Linked DNA regions of Hordeum vulgare: region 1 is linked to region 2. The links are chromatin contacts, called in public Hi-C maps. All regions are on one chromosome and are shown on one strand. Each heading gives the region's core, a stretch centred on a gene start, on an enhancer-like site or on the middle of the called end of the contact. The rest is flanking DNA. Distances are from core to core; before and after follow the strand shown. Region 1 holds the start of LOC123398266 (brassinosteroid LRR receptor kinase BRL1-like). Region 2 holds the start of LOC123398194 (ubiquitin-conjugating enzyme E2 28-like).

The links. A called contact is a pair of places that touch in the nucleus more often than the background predicts.
Region 1: a contact with region 2 is called in a Hi-C map of leaf, with 3 times the contacts expected there. The contact joins the promoter of LOC123398266 here to the promoter of LOC123398194 in region 2. A contact is called at or near these places in 2 of 6 Hi-C or Micro-C datasets (both in leaf) and 1 of 1 datasets of contacts at active chromatin or transcription factors (embryo).

What each region holds. Positions count from the first base shown.
Region 1 is chr5H:378,295,351-378,299,370 of MorexV3_pseudomolecules_assembly, forward strand. It overlaps LOC123398266 (brassinosteroid LRR receptor kinase BRL1-like), which reads right to left and starts at 2,077. Exons shown (of 2, transcript XM_045092754.1): 1 at 1,728-2,077; 2 at 1-1,322. The coding sequence starts at 1,175.
Region 2 is chr5H:378,141,016-378,145,089 of MorexV3_pseudomolecules_assembly, forward strand. It overlaps LOC123398194 (ubiquitin-conjugating enzyme E2 28-like), which reads left to right and starts at 1,860. Exons shown (of 3, transcript XM_045092693.1): 1 at 1,860-2,115; 2 at 3,011-3,228; 3 at 3,772-4,074. The coding sequence starts at 3,013. The coding sequence ends at 4,002.

The DNA.
Region 1 (4,020 bases), core at 827-3,326, 150 kb after region 2:
ACAAAGTCACCGGCGAGCTGGTTCCCTCTGAGGTCGAGCACCTCGAGGGAGCTGCACTTCGCAAAGCTCGCCGGCAAGCCGCCGACCAGCCGGTTGCTCGACAGGTCCAGTTCGACGATTCTGCCGCACAGCTGGCTCAGCTCCCCCGGTATCGTCCCGGCGAACTCGTTGCCGGCCAATGCCAGTCTCTTGATAGAAGAGAGTTCGGTGAGGAAGGTCGGTATTGAGCCGGAGAGAAGCTTGTTCGCTGACATGTCGAGCGTCTCTAGGCGGCGGCAGTTGGCGAGACCCGGCGGCAATCCGGTGCTGCTTAGGCCATTGTTGGACCAATCCAGCACCGTCAGGTTGCCGCACCCGCCGAAATTGTACCCGGAGACATCGCCGGTGAAGTTGTTTCCGGCGATGCTCAGGTGCGTCAGGTTGGCCGGCGCGGTCGCCATGAAACCGGCGGGGAGCGCGCCTGACATCTGGTTCCACGATACGTCGAGCGTGGTGACCACGCTGCACGACGCCAGCTCCGGCAGCCGTCCCGTGAAGAGGTTGGCGGAGAGGTTGAGGTACCGCAGGCCATGGCAACCGGCGAAGGAGTAGTTGAGCAGGCCGGCGTCCGCCAGGTGGTTGCGCGACAGGTCGAGCGATCGCAGGGACGACGTGAACGGGAACCCGCCGCCGGCGAGGGCGTTCCTCGACAGGTTCAGGGACCGCAGCGCGCCGCAGGACGCCAGGAACGCCGGGGGCAGCGTCCCGTTGAAGGCGTTCGACGATATGTCCACCTCCACGAGCGCGCACGACGACGACGGCGGCGGCGCGTGCGAGAGGTTGCCGTAGAAGGCATTGCCGCGCAGGTCGAGACGCTGCAGCGCCGGGAGCGCGAAGAGCGCGCCGAACCGAAGGTCGCCGGCGAGGTCCATGCCGCTGAGGTTGACGGCGACGACCCGGCCGTCGAGCGGCGGCGCGCACAAGACGCCGGTCCACGAGCAGGGCGCCGTGGAGTTTGCGGCGGCCCCGGACGCCCAGCTCGTGAGAGCGCCGCGCGGGTCGTCCACCACGGACGCGCGCCTGAAGGCGAGCAGCGCCGCCGCCTCGCCGGCTTCGGCAATGGCGGGCGCCAGCAGCCGGAGCAGCACGAGCAAGAAGAAGAAGAAGGCCGCCGTGAAGGGCGGGGAGGACGACATGGCTTCGAGTCCTCCGGGTCAATTTGCAGCCGTCGATTCTTGCAAGGAGGAAAACGGAGATGCCGGCGGCGGCGGTGGCCGTTGTGTGCTTTCGAGATGTTGGGTGGGCTTCACATGTCGATGGAGAAGATTTGGGTCGCGATATCCCTGCAAATTCGCCGGAATTTGAGCTCATCGGCTACGGAAACAAACTCCACACCCAAATTGGCAGCACAATTTGCTCGTGCACATACGAAGAACAGAAAAAGAGAAGGCAAGGAATCTTGGTAGGGGAAAGCACGCAAGAACAACCGGAGCAAATGCAAAATTCCTTGGCCAAATTCAACACACTAAACCCCCAAAACCCAAAACGTGATAGAACCCATGAAACGAATCCTAGTACTAAGAAACAAGCTCCAATTCGGACGCGAAACACAAACATGTTGCAAGCAACCCGGCCAAAAAAAAAAGTCCAATTTCAAGCTTCAAACCACCAAAAACCCAGCCAAAACATTGGCTGCAACGAAGCCAAGAAGCAGCATAATAAAAGGGAAGATTAGGAGAGCCGCGCACCTTGGCCAGGAGCAGAAGTACGGCGCCTGAAGCAGAAACCTCATCAAGAAAGAAAGAAAGAAACGGAGGAAGAAATCCCACAGGCTGAGAAGAGGTGGTTTGGAGCAGAATCTAGCGGCCGCGGGAATCGCAGGCCAGGACAAGGGAAGAAGATTAGACGAGGGAGAAGCAGAAGCAGAAGCAGAGGAAGCACACACAGGCCTACGCTTGGCTATTTAAGTAGGGGAGATGTAGAGAGAGAGAGAGACGGAGCTCCGCTCCGGCGCGGAGGCAGGCTACTACCCAACCGCCATTAGTTTAGCAGCCTCCACGGGGCTTGTTTGCTTGCGACGGCAATTTCGCCCGAAAAGAAGGGGGGCGCCGAGTTGTTTATTCGCGCCGCGGGAGAAGGGGGCGCGTTTCCAAGGGTGAGTAAATATTAATCGGCCTCGCCGAGGGGCTGCATGGAAATACGTAGCAGTTTGGGTGCTCGAAATGCTCACTTTTATTTTCTCTTCTTTATTTCTTTCCCACCCACGGGGGGTGTGGGGGTCTCGGCTCAGCGTCCGAGCGAGCGAGTCGGGTCAAAGTTGGGATTTGATTCCCCCGAGCGAGCGAGCCCGGCTTTTGGGCATCATCTCCTGCTCCCAAGCACGTTGGGGCACCAGGGGTTCCGAATCTGTGGCGGCATTTTGGAGGGGAAAAGAATCCTGCGTTTCTGAATGGAACTTTTACTGGTGCTTCTCCATGTATCGGCCTCTTTGATTCGGTAGAAATTGTAACGTTTTTTGTAGGATCAGAGTTCCTAGGGACTTTTGCTACGTTGTTGCCTTATTTGTACATTGGATCCCTCGATGTATTACTTTTGGGATGCTTTGTACTTCTTGTGAATTCTTATGTTCGAATTATTATCGCAAAAATCAAAATCTTATATGGACTTTTTTTGTACGAATTCTTTGCACTACGTTTTACAGGGAATACAATCATGTAGTCAATTTATCTGTTTTTCTTTGGGTGCAACTAAATGAACTTTAATGCAAACAAAATCTGCTAGCGTTGGATTTAACATTGCAATTTTGGCTTCTTCTTTTTTGCATTTTTCAAATCTAGGGAATCAAAAGGATAGGGACGGTTCTTTTCGCAGCTTAAACAGTAAGCCGCCCCTTTTCTAGCTTTTCCCACAGGGGCTTCTAAACCAATTATGAAATAATTAATTTAGAAGTCTCAACAAACTTAGAAGAGAGCTTATTTTTTAAATTGGTTTCACATAAATTTTTATGTCTAGTTTCATGAGAATTTCTATGCCTGGAAACAATAATTCCTATATCTGGTGGGATGCCTCAGCGTGCCGCAGAATGCTTAGGAGACATTATGTTCTTCTCCCGTTGTCTCTCAGTTCCTACGTTGATGCTCTAGAGTATGGATATGCGGCGATCATGGAGGGCCTTTCCCAAGCGTCACAATGCTCACCGCTTCCCGTTACCATGGACTTGGACTAGCTCGAGGCGGAGAAGTCCATCTTTTGTGAGTGTGGATAGTTTTCATCACATAATGCTAGTCGAAGAGGTGAAGTTTATGTTTCAAGAGGGAAGGAAGATACGTGTTGCACATCAGTCGAATTCAGAACATTGTTAGTCATTTCCTTGCTAATTATGGTAGGTTTGAGCCATGTACGACGGATTTTGTCCGATCCCCCATCTATGTAAAGATGATTACCACATGATGGAGTAATGTAACTTTTTTTCATGCAAAATAAATGACAAGAATTCCAGCGTTCACTCAAACCTATTTTGTATGCTCGTTTGAGTAAACCATTTCCATAATGAATAGAAATATCCTTATCCTACGATCATATAAGCATGGTATAGTAACTATAAGTTTTCCAAAACAACATATAAATGATCTATAGATACATGTGAAATTTGGTAAGAAAATAATATATTATCTAAGCCGAGAAATAATATCAAACTAAGTTATTGGGAGTCAAGATATATTGTGTTGCAACATTGTGATGTAATGATGATTTTTAAGTTAGAAAAAATGCATCCATGGATGATCGTACTAATTTACTAAAATCCACAAGTGCATGTTCCTATCCATATTGTACACTATATAATACCCCGCGCCTAACCGCATAAATAAGTTGCAATGTATTGGTTTTGATGAGGTTTGATTGTCTAGAATTTGAACATGAGAATGAAGACTAAGAAGACATATGACTTATTGTATTTTATTGTTATATGGTTGTAGAATATTTATAGAATATGAGTAGTTTTCTCAAGCATGTTGATAAAAATAACAGTACTGGGGGCGA
Region 2 (4,074 bases), core at 610-3,109:
CCCATTTGAACATAACTCCCAAGTTAAGCATGCTTGGCTTGGAGTAGTTCTAGAATGGGTGACCGACCATGAAGTTGATCTTGGGTGCGCACGAGTGAGGACAAAGTGCGCACAAAAGACTAATAATTATCTGTGGGGCTAGTCTAGATCCTGTCAGGACCAACGACCACTGGACGGTGTGTACGTGGTGTTACATTTGTCTCTTGTGTTGAGCCCCATAAGGTTGAATATGCTCTTGACGACGCGGATTGGGTTGATTCTATGCATGAAGAACTCAACAAATTTACTCGCAACAAAGTATGTACTCTTGTGAAGAGACCCAAATAACATCATAGTGTCATTGGAACAAAGTGGATCTTTAAGAACAAGTAAGATGAACATGGACAACTCACTAGGACAAGGCAAGGTTAGTGGCACAAGGTTTCATCCAAGTTGAAGGTCTGGACTTTGGTGAAACTTTTCCCCATGTTGCCCTTCTTGAGTCCATTCGTATCTTGCTTGCATAGGCATTGCATCATAATTTAAAATTATATCAAATGGATGTGAAGCGTCCTTTTCTTAGTGGTCCTCTTAAAGGGTTGGTGTATTTAAGCAACGTCCGAGTTTCAAAAATCCCGAACACCCCACTCACGTATATGAACTGCATAAGGCACTCTATGGACTTAAACAAGCACCTCGTGCTTGGTATGATCACCTTACGATGTTTCTATGCGAGAAGGGGTTTCAGATCGGGTTGATAGATTCCACTCTCTTCATGAAGAGGGTAAAAGGAGAATCGATTGTGTGCCAAATATATGTTGATGATATTATTTTTGAGTCCATTAACCATGCTATTAACGTTGAGTTTGAGAATCTTATGACCAATGAATTTTCCATGAGCATGATGGGAGAGTTGAAGTTCTTCCTAGGATTTCAAGTGAAGCAATTGAGAGGGGGAACGTTCATCAACCAACCATTATACATCCAAGACATGCTCCATACATTCGAAATTTTAGATGTCAAGCCCATGAAGACACCCATGCCCTCAAATGGTAAACTTAATCTTGATCCCAATGGTAAAGACGTGGTTCAAAAGGTATACCGCTCCATGATCGGTTCTTTGCTTTACCATTGTGCATATAGACCAGATATTATGTTGACTGTATGTATGTGTGTAAGGTTTTTATCCGCTCCCAAAGAGAGCCATTACATGACGGTGATAAGCAAGATTCCATGAGTTAAGGCATGAGCTAAGTTTCATGAACATGAGTAACTTGGATTCCGCAAGAGCGCGAGAGAGGAGGTAGATTGATTGTACTGTATTATACTTGTTATAGATGTTAGGCTCCCCACCGTGCGAGTTTGTAGCAAGAAGTAAGTTTTTCCTCAGTGAAAAACTAAGGCACCAATCAGTAAAGATACAAAAAGGAGGGGTGATGGAAGGAGGCCGATGAAGTCACCATAGGGTTTGAAAACATCATACACTCATATACTATGATGCAAAGGTGTGGAAATTACCTCTTTCATTATCGGGTATCAAAGAGGGACAATGTTAATCCCAGTCCATTAGAATTCAAGTCTTAGTCTCATATTATTTCTGGATTTATTTTAGAATTTTGGAGGATGCGCATTCAATGCAAGAAGACGTTTCCGTCGACGACGAGACACCTACGATGACTTCATAAATCTCAAGATGATATGCCGGTCCAGTCTTTTGAAGGTGTTCATAGAAGTAAGATATGCGTACCTGCATTTATAGATGTGAATGTATGCGCGTATGTATGAGTGCTGTTTGCGTATGTATGGTGTTAAAGAAAAAGAAAAAAAGAGAAACCAACCATGGATAAGGTGCCACACGATTAAAAAAGGAAGAGCCTGAAGAAGCAGACAGGCGGGCCACGTCAAGCTTGAACTAAAAGATTCAGCGCCGGCCAATGGCACACGAGGAGGCCGGGAGAGAGTAGCGACGACTCCAATCCAATCGATTCCAGCCCCCCCTACGCCGGCCTATAATCCCATTCCCACCTGCTCCGTCAATCAATCATTGCCGGAATCGATTCATTCGTTCCTTGTCTCGGGGGACCGGAGGCAGAGGAGGGAAACAATCCAAAGCCATTTCCCGGACCTACAGCTAAGGTAACAATGATCAATCTGCTGCATTTATTTTGATCCGTTGGAATCATCTCATCTAGCTCGATGAAGGGGGTTACTATTTCGTTCTTGATTCGTCGTTGCCATTTCCTGCTAGAAGAGATTGGTTGGTTAGGATCAATTGGGCGCAGCGAATTCAGGGGTGTCTGCTGTCTCTGGGAATGCAAGATTCGTGCTGGCCTAACTTTCGCTAGGTTCGCTTTCCGATCGCTCAGGGTTGACTTTGGGGGTGGAGAGAGAAAGACCGAGCAATCGCATTCCTGATTAGCCCCTGATTTGGGATGCCTTGGCCTTTAATCTTCAGAATATTGTCTCCTTGATTGTGCCTTGTACTATTGGAAGTTTGTGAACCTGAAAAGTAGATTTGCATTTGTGCCAAAAAAAGGCATCATGAGACAAATTAAGTTTTGTCTCTGGAACATGGTGGCGTGGACGAACATATTCAGCATGCTTAAAAGTCCATTCCAATTGCTGTTTGATTTCCTGGATGATAGTGGAGAACTTGTGTAGCATCTTCTTGATTCCTGAAGAATATGTACATGATCAAGATTTTTGTTTCTGGTGTAGCTGTGTAGCAATTTCTCTCAGTTTCTTTGTAGGAACTTTCTCACGATTACTGCATTGAGGTGCGATGGACCTGCACCTGCAGATGCTAAGCTGTAAAATAAAAGGGTGATTAAAGAGAGAAGACCATGAATGGCATCATAGATATGCCAGAACTCGGAACTTTAACTATAAGAGATTTCCATCATCAAGTTCACCCATCACATGATATGCTGAGTGCTCTGCACTTTAAAGTTCTTGTGTCCATATGCATCTGTGTTCAGAGCATCATGTACTCTGTTTGCTATGTTTTCATCATTATATTCTGTGTGTTCAGATATGGCGAACAAAAGGATTCAGAAGGAACTCATGGATTTGCAAAAGGATCCACCAACATCATGCAGCGCTGGGCCTGCTGGGGCGGACCTATTCCACTGGCAGGCCACAATCATGGGCCCTGGTGACAGCCCCTACTCAGGAGGGGTGTTCTTTGTGAACATCCATTTCCCACCAGATTACCCCTTTAAGCCTCCAAAAGTGAATTTCCAAACAAAGGTGGGCTGCTGTTTGTGATTTACTACTTATCTCTGTATTCATTTGTTGTTGCCAACTGTTCATTTTCTCATTATTACTCTAGTATTGACCTTGGTGCTGATCTGTTAGTCGTTGAATGTGTCTTTGGGAGATTCAAGACGAATGGGTCTTCCATTCTAAAATCAAAATATTTTCTTAAAGTTGCTTCGTTATCTACTAGCCATTTCAGGTAGATGTGTTCTGTTACATGCTACCCCTGCTAAATAGAGATGCTTGAATTGCAATGTACATCCTTGACCGCGTGTAGCTTACTCCCTGGCAAAGTTTGTCATTCATGACAAAATAGGTCTGTCAAACTCAGGCCTACTTTGATACGTTTTGAAGTCAAGAACACAAAAGGAGAATTTATAAAGCAGGATGTTAAACAGCTTCTATCCTATTATCAATATATTACCTTGGGAAATTCAAATAGAATAACTGTCAAGTAGCAGAGCTTGGTGCTACTTTGAAGAATGCTGCATATATATGCTTGTACGAGACCTGAATCTTCAACTCTGGATGCAGGTGTACCACCCAAACATCAACTCCAACGGCAGCATCTGCCTGGACATCCTCAAGGAGCAGTGGAGCCCGGCGCTGACCATATCCAAGGTCCTACTCTCCATCAGCTCCCTGCTTACAGACCCCAACCCCGACGATCCCCTTGTCCCGGAGATCGCGCAGCTCTACAAGAACCAGAGAGCCCGCTATGAGGACACCGCGAGGGCCTGGACCCAGAAGTACGCCATGGGCTGATCATGCGTCGATCGGCACCGGGGCCATCGTGTAAGAGAACTTTTGTGCCGCGCCGGTTTCCCGCCTTATGAG